Regions from separate parts of the Sus scrofa genome. Here regions 2 and 3 are each linked to region 1. The links are chromatin contacts, called in public Hi-C maps. All regions are on one chromosome and are shown on one strand. The core of a region is the stretch at or near the end of the contact, and the rest is flanking DNA. Distances in the headings are between cores, read along the strand shown. Region 1 overlaps LOC106508433 (a long non-coding RNA gene). Region 2 overlaps LOC106508433 (a long non-coding RNA gene). Region 3 has its middle 52 kb from the start of GLRX.

Region 1 (4,710 bases), core at 1,320-3,819:
TCAGCCTTTGTTGTTATTGGGCTTCTGAGTTGCTTCATGGGGCTTTAAAATCCCTTAGCTGAGCTTTCTTGACTTTTGCTTGTATGCCGACCCCACAGCACCAAAAGCTGTAGCATTTACATTTAAACCCATACCTGGGCCCTGGTCTCAGCTGCATTAAAACACCAGCTAAGTTGACCTCACCCTAGCTCAGAGTAGCTCTGAGTCATTTACTTTGATCTGCAAAAGGCAGGAGTGGCACACCTGTTAGTATTAAACTGTTAACCATGCTTAAGAGAAGAGGTGCAGGTAGCATTTCATCGCAGCCCCCTTTTGGAAATGGTTGTCCACGGCCAAGAGGCCTTGGTCACATCAGTGGTGTTGTACAGTGGAAGCTTCAGAGATGTGCATTTGCCTGAGCCCTGCCCCTGACCAATTAAATACGAATTATTGGGGCATGAGACATGGGGATGAATATTTTTGAAAAGCACACCAGTTAATATGCAGCCAGTGTTGAGAATAACTGGTAGTCAAAGCATCAGGCTTTGAGAGGGACAGACATGGGTGTAAAATCCAGAATTTATCACTTACTAGTTGTAAAGCCATGACCAAGTCACTTAATCTCTCTTAGCCTCAATTTCCTTTTCTGTAAAATGGGTACACCATTGTACCTTCCTCAAAGGTAGCTTTGTAGTACATAACAGATACTCAGTAAATGGTTGTTATTGAGATGATTCTAGAGCTATTCTGCCCAAATGAGAGCCATTATCTGTACGTGATTTTTAAAATGAGATAAAGTTAAAAAGTTTGTTCCTCCCATGTCCCACTATCCACATATCAAGTGCTCAGCAGCCACATGTGGCTAGTGGCTTCTTCTTTTTTTTTTTTTTACTTTTTTTGGGTCACACCTGCAGCATATGGAAATTCCCAGGCTAGGGACTGACTTGGAGCTGCAGCTGCTGGCCTGCACTGCAGCCACAACAATGTAGGATCTGAGCTGTGTCTGCGACCTACACCACAGCTCTTGGGCAACGCTAGATCCTTAACCCACTGAGCAAGGCCAGGGATCAAATCTGCATCCTCATGGATATTAGCCGGTTTTGTAACCCCTGAGCCACAACAGGAACTCTGCTAGTGGCTACTTTATTGGACTGCAGAGATGTTAAACATTTCCTACATCACAATAAGTTCTGTAGACTGGAAAATGATAGTCTCCAGGATTTGCTTCACTAAGAGCCACGTTTATTTAGAGAAAATTCATTTTTAACTCTGTTTTAGAAACCTGCTACATTTGTTTCTGTCAGGTAAAGAGCAGACCTTTTGTCTTGAGCAGAGAAGTGAAGGAAATCCAGGATCCAGCTCTTCTGTGGAGACTTTTTTTCTTGCTCCTATATACCTGTAAATGCGTTTACCTAGAAGTAAACAAACAAGTGGGAACATCTAATCGATTGTTCCAATAAGGATCTCTCTTCCCTTCCCTACCCAACAAGTTCTGAGGTCACACTTAGTATTTAGTCCATTTTTTGAGGTAGAACATTAACTTTTTCCTGCTCTATTTTTTTTACTACCATAGGCACTATTAGTGAAGTTGTGTGTGTGCGTGCACGTGCAAGTGTGTGCATGGGTGCGTGTGTGTGCAAGTGTGTTATGGCAGAAGGGGGAGGAAAGAGCACTGGGAAGGGAATCACTACATACTTGTCAGTGGAAAAGAAGGGCCGTAGATAGGATTGTTTTATGATTTTATTATCAGCAATGTTTATTTCAGGTATTTTGACATCTCTTCTACTCTAAAATTTCTTTAGTGTCATTAAAAATTTTTTTTTTAAATCTTGTTCTTTTTTTTTGTTGTTGTTGTTCTTTAGGGCACCTGTGGCACATGGGGGTTCCCAGGCTAGGGGTTTAATCAGAGCTGTTGCTGCCAGCCTACGCCAGATCCAAGCCACGTCTGCGACCTACACCACAGCTCATGGCAATGCTGGATCCTCAACCCACTGAGTGAGGCCAGGGATCGAACCCAAAACCTCATGGTTCCCAGTCAGATTTGTTAACCACTGAGCCACAACAGGATCTTGGTCTTTAGTGTCACTTTGATTTGCCTGAAGTGGGTAAGAGTTCAGGCACTAAAGTTAGACCTCACAAGTTCAAACCATGTTTTGGTGTTTAATGTTGAGTCTCCGTTTCTCTATTTATAAAATAGGATAAATGTTACTCTCTACATCTCATTGGATTATTTCAAGGATTAAATGAAAGAATATATGTAAATTTCTTAGTATAGTGACTAAAGTCAGATAGATGCTAAGTGAATTTTTAAAAATTATTTAGAGAAATGAAATGATATTTTATTGTCAGTAAACAGATGACATGATAATTTTAGCTATAGTAAGTTTAAAATACATATCTTCCTCAGGGGAGTTTTCTCTGTTTTAAAATGTAATACTCTTAGCCCCTTGTCATATCTTCTAGAGTGAGTAGGCTTCTTTGTTTCTCAAAGAACATTTATAGTTTCTGTGTTACATAAATGTTCCACTTGCACTACTGTACTTGTTTAGTTAAGCACAGGCCTGGCAGCTGGGGAAGTGTCAAAGTCTGAAGAGCAAATGTATTGTTGATTTGAATTACTCTGTGTTAAAAATTGCTAATATACCCAAGCAGTCTTACAAGCAAGGAAAGCAGTAGTTCTTAAAGGAAAAGCGATCACAGCCTGCCTCTTAAATTCACTGTATTTGTTTTGTCTTCCTGCAATGATGTTTTTGTTGGCAAAACTACTTTATTATTTTTTTAAATCTGAAAACATCGCAAGTCTTTTGGTTTTTTTAAATTATTCAGATGTTTCACACTCTTTGGTTTTGTTATGCAGTGTGACGGTGTGACATACTTGAAAGCTAACTCCCCAGGGAGTGGAAAGTGTTACCATTTATTTTTAGTAAGGAAGCTGGTATATTGGATCATATAGCTGCTTTCCCAGCTGAAATAACAGCAGATTGGTGCTGTTTGCATACTGTTAATTGCTGAAAGTTCTTAAACTAGTAAATAGGCCTGATTAACTGGAATCCAAATAGTAGCCCAAAGAGACCAGACAACTTTTGATAAGATAAATGCACTGGTAACCTTAAACATTCCCTTTGGGTTATCTGCCAATGGTATGAAGTGTTAAACTAAAAATATTTTTTTTATATTTAGAAAGAGTTTAGGGCAAATTGTTTGGGAGCAGGTTAAAGGTTTTTATGTATGATTTAGCAGACAAAAATAAGTAATTTTGGTCCTCTATCATTTGGCACATGAGAATTGAGCAGTAAAGGTGAACTAGTTCAAAGAATAAGTCCTGATTCATAAGATCACATTGTACCCTGTCGTTTCTGTTTGGGCAACTACAAACAAATATTAGTAATTCCAACAAGGGAATAATGATCTTTTATTTATTTATTTATTTACCTTTTTTACTTTTTAAAAAAGGATTTTCATTTTTTTCCCTTATAGCTGGTTTACAGTTTTCTGTCACTTTTCTACTGTACAGCAAGGTGACCCAGTCTCACATACATATATACATTCTTTTTTCTCACATTATCATGCTCTATCATGGGTGGCTAGATACAGTCCCCAGTGCTATACAGCAGGACCTCATTGCTTAAGGAATAATGATCTTTTAATAAATAAAACGAGATATAGGCTCTTATTAGGCATTTTAAATTTCAAAACTGGAGTGCTTTCTAGAATAAAACTCCACTTTTATTTTGAATTTGATATATTCATCAGAAAAACAACCCTAAAATTCCTTCCAGTTTCCAGGGTCTAGAGCATTTATATTAAAATTAAGCTTGCTTGAGATGTTTTATTTAATACATTTTAAATTATTTTAATTAAATATTGTACATGTGAACCATGTCATCCCCTTAACCCTGGGAGTGGAGCCTGGAACACAAAATAAATGACCAGAATGTGATATTGTGTCCAAAGAGTTAGGAGACAATTGCTTTTAGAGCACTACCAACTCACTTTGTGGACTTAGTTAAATATTTTAAACTCTCTGTGCCTGCTATTGATAAGGAAATTTTCTTATCAGTGAAGTACAGGGGGTCAACTCGTTTTCTAAAGTTTTTTTTCCCCTGGAGTTCCTTGTGTTGAAGTGGGTTAAGGAGCTGGTATTGTCAATGCAATGGCTTGAGTTTCTTTTATGACATGGGTTTGATCCCTGGCCCTGGGAACTTCTCCATGCTATGGGTGTGGCCAGTAAAAGGGGTTTTTTTTGTTTTGTTTTGTTTTTTTTTTGTTTTTTTTTTTTAGCTCAGAAATTCAATGTTAAGGTAAATTTTTATAAAAGTTAAAAAAAAAAAAAAAAAAAAAAAAAGGCCAGCTTCCATATCTTGGTTACTGTAAATAGTACTGTAATGAACATTGCGGTGCATGTGTCTTTTTGAATTTATGTTTTCATTTTTTTTCTGGACATATACCCAGGAGTGGAATTGCTGGATTATAGTAGTTCTATTTCTAGTTTTTAGAACATCTTTACTGTTTTCCACTGTGGCTGTACCAATTTACATTTCCATTAACAGTGTGTAAGAGTTCCACTTTCTCCACATTTATTTTTTGTCTTTTGTCCTTTTAGGGCTGCCCCTGTGGCATATGGAGGTTCCCAGGCTAGGGGTCTAATTGGAGCTGTTGCTGCTGGCCTACGCCAGAGCCACAGCAATGCCAAATCCGAGCCACGTCTGTGACCTACACCACAGCTCATGG
Region 2 (4,710 bases), core at 930-3,429, 260 kb after region 1:
ATCCTGGGGTAATGGAGGGAGAATTTCCTCTTTTCTATGGCTCCTAGACTTAGCGGAGTCAGGAAAGTTAAACTTGACTAAATTACAATTTACTTTTAAGTATTTTTTGTTATATGTATGTATGATTTTTCATTTTATTAATAACTGGAATCAGCATGCAATCATGTATTCATTTTAAGTACTGCTATATTTCTATGCACACATATAATAGAAAACAGAGTATAACTTCCATTTCTGAAGGATAAGCATTTTATTTTTAAACTTTCCAAATGCTAGTCAGTGCATATCACTGATAGAAAATATTTTGCCAACCAGAAATAGAGACATGGATCTTTCAGAGCCAGGCATATGGGTTTTATCAAATGTAGTAGACATTTGGGGATTTTTGTCTGCCCAGCCTCATTTAACCCTTATGTTGCTAAAATTACCCTGGCCTTTCACTATTCCATCTTGTCTTGGTGGGGCTATCAAATGAGGTACCTTCTGACCCAATACATGGGAACAAAACTCAAGCTATACTGATGGACTTTGTTTATTCCTGGGAATTACCCGTCTCATGAAACTGCTGCGAGGATTAAGTGAGTTAATACATGGAAAGTACTTAGAAGCTTTACTGGCACAGGGTTAGCAATATACAAGTGTGAATTTTTATTATTTTGAAGCAGAATGACAGAAGATTAGAAAGTGATTAGAGTTGAAACATTCTGCCTGGCTGCCCTAAGACACACTCCTAGTTTCTTTGCTTCGATTCCCAGAGTGACCTAGTTTGTCAGTTCCTCCAAGGTCAGATTATAAAGCATTTCCTGCAATTCTATGAGCTACCCTGTATCCTTCTGATAAACTAATTTTGATTCAACTTTCTCTCCTTGCAATCCAAGAATCTTGATGGTTAAAGAGAAATTCTCAGCAGAGCTCCAAACACTAGAATGAAGTAATATTCTGAAATTTAGAAAATCATTTATATTTACCTTGGAGTGTTTTTTCTCATTCCTTCTGAATATGATGCTCTACTGCTCTGGAAAATTATTTCAGGCAAAATAATAAAATCATAGTAGGATTATCTGACATAGAAAAAGTTGGGACATGCAAAATAATGAAAATCAATATGCTCATAGTAGTATTAATTTTTAAAGAAAACTCCTTGTCACCATAAAAATTATATATGTCAGACACTGTGCTTAGAGATTTACAGATCTTATTTTTAATCTTTATAGTAACTCTGCAAATAGTATTAACCTCATTTTATGGATAGGGAGGCTGAATGAGGCTTGTCCATTGGTTAGCAGCTGACGAGAATTCTAGTCCAGTTCTACTCACTGAAAAGCCTGCACTCTCCCTCTGTAATGGCACACTCGGGATGTTAAGTTGAAAATTTTAAATGCTGTTTATTCATTCTTTCGTTAAATATTTATGGAGTTACTATGTAAATCTCCATGAATGTATGTAAATATAACCTTGGAGGATATACTCTAAGAAGTGGGAATGGCAAAATAGCATGTGGAAGGAGAAACTTTGTAGATTATTTAGATTAAACCTAAAATATGTCTACTAGGCAAGGTAAAGGATAATAGCTATTTTTCATCTTTGTTCAGATAGCCCACTCAAAATTTATTTTGACTCCAAAAAAATCTCATTTTCCCTTGTTCCCCTAATCCCTGTCTACCCTCCTCATCTAGCATATATTCATATTATGGTATGTTTAGAAACCTTTCTAAGTTATAGAGAATTTTAGCTCACTTATTTTGAGGGTATTTCTATGCAGTAATAATGTAAAAGGTGTTACTTGATGAAGAGATATAGGAAATTGTAGAAACCGAGTAGAATCCCAAGTATGCTAATCCTGCTTCTAATATCTTAGACACACCTGTATAGGACCAGAGATGAATAGCCACAATTCTGGTCTCTAAGGAACTAGAATTTAATAATTGTGCAGAAACTTTCATAGCATCTGTAGACCAACCTGGAAACTACATTATTCTTACCTCTTCTAGCATTCATAATGAGGATCTTGCAGAAAGATGCAGAGTATTGTAAATTTTAATTTTTTCCTCCCTTCAGTCTCATACTACATCCTACTCCTATTTAGCAATAGAAGGGAAAAGGTTAAACAAGCTGCCCCCATTGACAGTAGAGTTTACTTAGTTTGTGCAGAAGAAATTTTCTGTGTGCTCAGAGATATCACTGTTTGCTTTCCATGTAATGGAAAAAAACCATAAAGGTAATGAGTAGATAGATACTCCAGCAGCTGCAATACCAAACAAGTATTGCCAGGCTTTGTTTCTACCTATGCTGGAAGGTTTTGCATATTCAAATTCATTACTAATGATTCATTTTATTTTAATTTTAAAGACCTGGTCTATGTGAGTATTTGAAAAGTCTGCACTAGGTGAGGACTATAATATTTCTATGGAAAATTAAATTCATAAAAGAAAATAAAAGAAATTCATGAAAGAATGAAGCTGGCTAGAGAGTACAAATGCCTCAATAAATGATTCCGGACCAAACAGGCTAAGCAGTACCTAAGAGTGAGCTTTTATTATACTAAACAGAGTGGCAGAAGGTTAGAAAGTGGTTAGAGTTGGAACATTCTGACCACTAGTGTCAGCTTCCTAAAGAAACGTAAAAAAAAAAAAAATTCATTGTTCTTATAACTTCTTTTGATATAGTAAAATATCCAGTCTACATTTAATTTCTTTTCAAACACTTGTTATTGATGGTGGTGGGTGGAGATCAACTACCTTATAATAATAATAATAATAATAATAAAGTTATGGCTAGTTTTATGTTTCTCATTCTGTCTTAATCTCTTGGAACGCCTCTGGGTACTGGCTAGGAATCTCACCAGGCTCCGGTGGGAGAGGGTGAGCTCTGTATGTTCACAGGGGAAGCCAGGCTGAACTGAACAGGAGTGTATCCCGGAAGCAGCACCAATGGCCCTTTGGACTAGGATCCCTCAGGTGGAGGTGGCAGAACTGTCCAAGTCATGGTTCTAGACTTGGCTGAGATTGAAAAAATGCAGACTCTGGGGATCCAGCCAAATATGCCAAACTAGCATATCCTGGAACTCTGCCTTCTTAACAGGTAACCTGAAGATCAGCTCTGATTCCACACTACCTTTCTAAGTCCTTTGTGAAGAAGGAACCACCCTCCCTCCTTCAACCTGCATTGCTGCCACATATGGCACAAGAACGGCCACCAGTGTGTTCTGGAAGATTAGTCCTATCTTCAGGGCAAGTTTCTCAATACATTTGCCTTTTTTTAAGACTCCATCCATTCCTCTCAAATCCTTCACTTTGCTGTGCAGTAAAATCTGAATTTGACATTTTCATCCACTTTCCCATTTTCTTGTTTGGCTTTGCCCTGGCCAGTTACTAGGTGGCTAGTGATCATGTACGTTAAAGATAAATATTGGCACATAAAACTGTCAGTAATTCGTGGAGGTTCCAGAAAATGGAACTTTACCTATTGAGATGCTTAAAATTTTAAAAAAAGTGTTAAAACTTCTCTGCTTTCATAAGCAAAGTATTGAATCTTTTTCAATACTTTGTATAGTGACTCAGCTATACATACATATATATATATACTTAAATATTATTTTCCATCATTGCGTATCCCATGTATGTTTCTTGATGATTCAGAATTATCGTTACAATATGATTTACTCTACTGTGCTATGCAATATATTAAGGAAGTTGTTGAAGTAGATAGATCATTTTCTCCTGCATTTATATCTTATATTGTTCTTACTGGTTTTGGTTTGCCTGTGTGCTGCCATTAGCTCTGCCCTTTCCTTGAAGACCAGCTGTTTCTGTACTGCTGTCAGTATGTTTGCCTAGGCAGTACACATCCCTTCATACTTCTGTTTCTAATCTTTGTGGGCTGTAGTACCACATAGCTAAACTGCTGAGAACTAGGTCTTGATTAGAATGAGCTGGATTCTGGGCAAAGATCTGGTGGTCTCTCCTGGGAGTAACTGTCCAGCTTTGGGAAGGGAGGGGAATCATGTGTATTCTGGCTGCTCAGAGGGTTTTGCTTACTTGTTTGCTTTGTTTACTGTTCATGCTTTGTTTACTGTCTCAGAGGACTCTGAGTTGTTGGAGTGCTTAGTTCTGAATAGCTGGGGAGTTATTGTCTATTGCATAGGACTTGGAATGAGCATTTGTTCACATGGGTCAGCATGTTCCTTTTTCGCATGCTCAGACTACAGAGAAAAGATGAAACGTCCAGTTGGAATGTGGAGCAAACACAGTCAGATCATTGATTTTTCCTTCCCTTTCAAGATAACAGCCATGCTGGGTCCTGGGCTGCAGTAGGTAGGAGACCTGACTTCTCTCCTTCCTGTTATTTTGCCCCCCCTCCCCCGAAATTGCTTGGCAACTGGCATAATCACACAAACTCTTGAATGCTTGGTGGCTTAGGAAAATTCAACTCTTTTCAATATGCTGATAATCACAGCAAAGAAAAGCACCTGTAAGGTTATCTTATGGGAGCAAAGGACACCCTCCAAAGAAATGTGCCATATCCAACAAAAACTGCCACTGCCTTGGCTATTCTCTTGACCAAGCCAGTTGGTGGCACAGAGTGGCCATGTGAGAGACACACTGCTTGGTTACATTCCTGGCTTACGGGCTCAGTCACAGTGGCTCCCTTGGTGGCGACAGTCACGGCCACCACTTACAGGAGACATGTTTACCAAAGCGAGTAATTGAT
Region 3 (4,710 bases), core at 1,090-3,589, 130 kb before region 1:
AGATTCTTAACCCACTGAGCAAGGCCAGGGATCGAATCCACAACCTCATGGTTCCTAGTCGGATTCGTTAACCACTGCGCCATAACAGGAACTCCCAGATTTCATTTTTGAAAGGACAATAGGATTGAAGAAAAATTGAGCAGATAGTAAAAATATTTCCCATATACGCTCCTTGGCTGCCCTCAGCTCCCTGTTACTACCTTCCTGCATCAGTTGCCACGGCTGTTACCATTGATGAAGCCATAGAGAAGCACTGTTATTAAGGTTCATCATTTACACTAAGTTCACTCTTTGGGTTGAGCAGTTCCACGGGTTTTGACCAATGCATAAGATCATGCATCCATCACAACAGTGTCATACCCACTAGGTCCCCGTTTCTCTGTTATGTTGTCCAACTGGAATATACTTCAGCACACAGCTGTTTTTCTCTGTTTTTTTTTTTTTTTTTTTTTGCATCAGAGCCTAACAAGCCTTCTTTTACCTTATTATCTTGCCTCTACGTGTTGATGAACTCAAAAACACCCCGGCATACACCAGCCTAGACTTCACCATTCCCCTCCAGTCATAGCGCTGATGGTATTTCCCTTATCATATGGGATATTTAACAGTCAATTCGTGGAAATAGCTTTCCATGAACAAGATAACATTCAGGAAAAAAAAAAAAATCAATTTAGGAAGAATCGGTGCTGTGTGGCGTCCCCCAGCACCTCCCAGACAAAAGCCTTTTGTCTGAAGGCTTGGGGATGGTGCCACCTCGCAAGCACCAGTTTCCGCGTGGCTGCCCCAGTGGCAGGGGGATGGGCCTTCCCTGGAGGCCAGGGAGCAGGGAGAGTGGCTGGGTCCCAGCTTCCTGGCTCCTCCCAGGTAGGCTGTGCTTCAGCATCACAGCCCTCTCACGCCCACCCATCTGCTCCCTCCCAGCCTCTAGGTGGACATCTGGCACTGTTTTCTGTTGCCTTTAGGACTGGTTGGCTTCATGGGGAAATAAGCATTGGCGTTAGTGGATGTGAACTCCAGCCGTATGGGATGGCTGTAAGGAACATGTCACTCGGATTACCCAGCCGGGTCACATTGCCTCCCAGAAAAAACTGTCACGCTGTCCAGAAGGTTTTCACTCAAGGGCAAAAGACTGGCAACATCTCTTTGCCAGTTTTCGTATAAGTGCACGACAGCATTTATGAGATAATAGTACTTGGTTTTTGTTGTTGTTGTGGAAGCGATAACCAGCCAACTCAGCCTCTGCAGAGCCTGGAGCAGGACAGCATGTCTGCCTGCAGCTCGGTGCGGAGGGCATTTTTGCTCCTGCACAGGGCAAAGCTAGCCTCTCCCAAGTCCTCAGAGATGGTGCTGCCATGTGTGGTTCCTTGCGCCTGCCCTGTGTTCCACAACTGGTATGTGGCCCAGTCCACAATGCTGCTTTCCTCATCCCCCTGAGAAGGGCCCCAGCCGCCCTTCGGACCCGGTGCCTCCCCTTCAGAGATGCCCAGGCGAGCTCCGCCTGTAGGTCCTCTCATGGCCCTGGGAGGCCTTGTTTGTTTTTGCTGTCAGAGGCCAGTCTGTCCCCTGACCTCTGACCCAGAACTGTTTGTTCCAACCGATCCCAGTCTGTTGCCCTGGCTCAAAACAAAGTGGATGAAAGCTCTTTCCTCAGGCCCTGCTTTTTTGCCCGAGATGGGGGCAGTGAAAATGAGTGGTGTGATCATGTGGCTGATGAGTCACTTGGGGCCATAAATGACCAGAAAAATATACTCTAGTTTAGGGCCGAGTAGGGCACTAACAGCTGAAAAGCAGTAGAGCAAACGTTAAGATCATAGTTTTCCAGCCAAAGAGAACTGGGCTTCGGTCCTGCCTTGGACTCCTCTGAGCTGTGTAACCTTAGGCAGACCTCTTAACCTCTCTGGGCCTCGGTTTCCAAATCTGTAAAACAAGGTTGATCATAGTGCATATCTTATAGAGCAGTTGTAAAGATTATATGAAAACAAACAAAGCATCAACAACAAAACCCACAAAGGTAAGGCACCTACTGCCTGGCATAAGGAAGCTCTCAAGATACTATAGTGTTTATTTGGTCGCCAGGAAAATCCCAAAGGATCAATGTGTTGGGTCACTGGTGCTCCTAGCACCATCAGCAAACATGTCCACGTTGCCAAAGCAGTATCGCCCTTCCTCCAACACCTTTGCTTTGTCTTTCAGGTCTCCTGCTTCCACAAATGTCCATGGATCGAGGTCAGTAACCTCTTAGGCAGGGAAGGTCACCTCATGATTGTGACATACGTGAGCACATCTCTGAAGAGCCAATGAGGTTCTGGCAAAAACCCCCACAGGCTGACTTGTCTGAGTTTCCTGACATGCCCACTACCAGCCGCCTGGAAGCCGCTGAGGTTTGATTGCAGGCTGCTCCCTCCCACAGCTGGCTGGAGTTTACTTCATTTAGGAGTCAGCCCTTGATCTCCACGATGACAGCCAGTCCTGCCTGGCTGGGGGATTGTGACAGCCTTTGTTTCCATGTGGGCCAAGTCTTTTGACAAGAGGGGAAAGCTCATTAGTTAGCTGTCATCCTCAAACGTGGTTAGGTTATGAGTAATTCTACTAGGAGAGCCAGGGAGCTGGCAGCTCGTTCCATAGAGATTGTTTTATCTATTTGTACAGAGTAGTGGGAGATTAACTGGGATATTTTATGTAAAAGTCTCTGTCAACTGTGGATGTGCTTACAGATCCAGCAAGGGGGACGAAGATGATTCCGCTTTACCTACCTCTGGGAGGTCAGTGCAGACACACCTGAATATGCAACCTGGCTGTGCCTCCACGCGCGCGTGCACACACACACATGCATACACACACACACACACATGCACACACACACACACATGCACACACACACACACACATGCACACACACCACCCACATTCTATGGTGAGGAAAGGATGGTGTGTAGCCTCGAGGACAGGTTTGGATAAAGGGTGCCTATTTCTGCTATAATGTTTTGGTTCTCCTTCTCGGCAGGGCCCGGCTGTTGCCTCAAAGCCAAAAGCGCCAACAGGACTTTTTGGTCTCCGCGGTCAACTCCAGTCTGCTGCTCCATCACTCGGCTTCCAGCAGGTGGCGCTGCGTCCCGCGTAGGCCTGGCCCGCCAGTCTTAGCTCCCCGGCAGGCTCAAAAGATACCAAGAAGTCGGGAAGTGGTCCCCGCTCACGTAGAGCCGCTGCCTTGGCGAACGCAATTGATGACACAGCGGCCTGACGCGGACCTTTGTCAGAGAGATGGGATTTGGCGTTTCCGCAGAACGGAAAACAAAGTGCTTCTGCCTGCCGGGCCAGAGTTGACATTTGCTCACCATTGATTCCGGGACGTTTACAGGCAGCGTGAGTTCATGTGAAATTGCAGGACTTTGCCATGAGTCAGATTCACTTTCTGTAAATCAGAGTCAACATTACACTTCCCCGCCCCTTGGGCCATTACTTGAATTTTTAGTTCACCCGTTGTATTTGTACTGAGGAGATTCAAGTATTTCATAAGCACTTTTTTTTTTTTTAAAGGGCAACACCAACTTGGGACAGATTGGTTGTTTGAGATTTTTGTCAACTTCTACCCTTCTTCACTCAGTGAAACATATGAAGGAAATGAAAGAATCAAAATTCTGCCCTAATCCACTGTCTACATTCTTGTCTACGTGTTAAAAAAGCTCCAGGCCGATTGCCTCATCTATGCGTCTTGCTCCCTCCCACGCCTGGTCCAGTCATCATTGTCTCCATGAACAACCCCACCTGGGCTTCCTGCCAGAAAATGTTTTTCAAGTTTCGCTTGAATTTCTACATGACATACTTCTGAACATGTAAATACTACATAAGGCCAACCTATATGGGGAGCTAAGAATGACAACTTAGAATTCTCATTCTTTTTTTCAGGGCTGCGCCTGAGGCATGTGGAAGTTCCCCGGCCAGGGGTCAAATTGGAGCTCCAGTTGCCAGCCTACAGCAACGCGGGATCCGAGCTGTGTCTTCAACCCACACCACAGCTCACGGCAACGCCAGATCCTTAACTCATTGAGTGAGGCCAGGGATTGAATCTGCATCCTCACAAACACTGTGTTGTGTTTTTTGATTTTTGTTTTCTTTTTAACTTTTTTTTTTGTCTTTTCTGGGGCCGCACCAGTGGCATATGGAGGTTCCCAGGCTAGGGGTCTAATCTGAGCTGTAGCCGCCAGCCTACGCCACAGCCACAGCATGTGTTGTGTTTTTAACCTGTTGAGCCACAATGAGAACTCCAAGAATTCTCATTCTTTATGTGTGTACCATGTGTGTGTAGGTAGGTATTTTATGTGTCAACAGAAACAAATGCAAACTGATACTTGGCGAAGTAATAGATTATCATGATGCATCAGGACAGTAAAGTCACACACACACAATTACCCATTCTACCCCATTTTGGAAATGGGAAAACTGAAACTCCCAAGACCATGGTATGTCAGATGTGCAATTAGGTCTTCCAATTCCTGCCTTTAAACTTTTGCCTCTTTTCCTTTGTGTGGTGCCTGGGGACAGCCAGATGCTAGCCTGATAAGTGCCTCATTCCATTTTCAGGGGACCTGAGGTCAGGTGCCACCCCCAATTCCAGAAGCCTTGCCAAGCCAGTGCCAAGTTCCCCAACGATCAGGTGAGTGCTCTTCCCTGGTGAATCTGGTGTTTGTGACACATGTGGGCTGAGAAGCT

The links. A called contact is a pair of places that touch in the nucleus more often than the background predicts.
Region 2: a contact with region 1 is called in a Hi-C map of liver, with 8 times the contacts expected there. The contact joins two enhancer-like sites. A contact is called at or near these places in 4 of 47 Hi-C or Micro-C datasets (liver and skeletal muscle).
Region 3: a Hi-C map of liver shows a contact between it and region 1, with 2.8 times the contacts expected there. The contact joins two enhancer-like sites. A contact is called at or near these places in 5 of 47 Hi-C or Micro-C datasets (liver and skeletal muscle).

Annotation. Positions count from the first base shown.
Region 1 is chr2:102,620,877-102,625,586 of Sscrofa11.1, forward strand. The region is part of intron 3 of LOC106508433 (a long non-coding RNA gene); the gene reads left to right. Among named protein-coding and RNA genes, the nearest start is that of ELL2, 32 kb to the left of the region's middle. Within about 2 kb of position 2,570, at least 9 of the 83 cell types and tissues checked have an H3K27ac peak or open chromatin away from gene starts, as enhancers often do. A contact at or near this core is called in liver, where this site is marked.
Region 2 is chr2:102,876,927-102,881,636 of Sscrofa11.1, forward strand. The region is part of intron 6 of LOC106508433 (a long non-coding RNA gene); the gene reads left to right. Among named protein-coding and RNA genes, the nearest start is that of PCSK1, 170 kb to the right of the region's middle. Within about 2 kb of position 2,180, at least 8 of the 83 cell types and tissues checked have an H3K27ac peak or open chromatin away from gene starts, as enhancers often do. A contact at or near this core is called in liver, where this site is marked.
Region 3 is chr2:102,487,697-102,492,406 of Sscrofa11.1, forward strand. No RefSeq gene overlaps it. Among named protein-coding and RNA genes, the nearest start is that of GLRX, 52 kb to the left of the region's middle. Within about 2 kb of position 2,340, at least 37 of the 83 cell types and tissues checked have an H3K27ac peak or open chromatin away from gene starts, as enhancers often do. A contact at or near this core is called in liver, where this site is marked.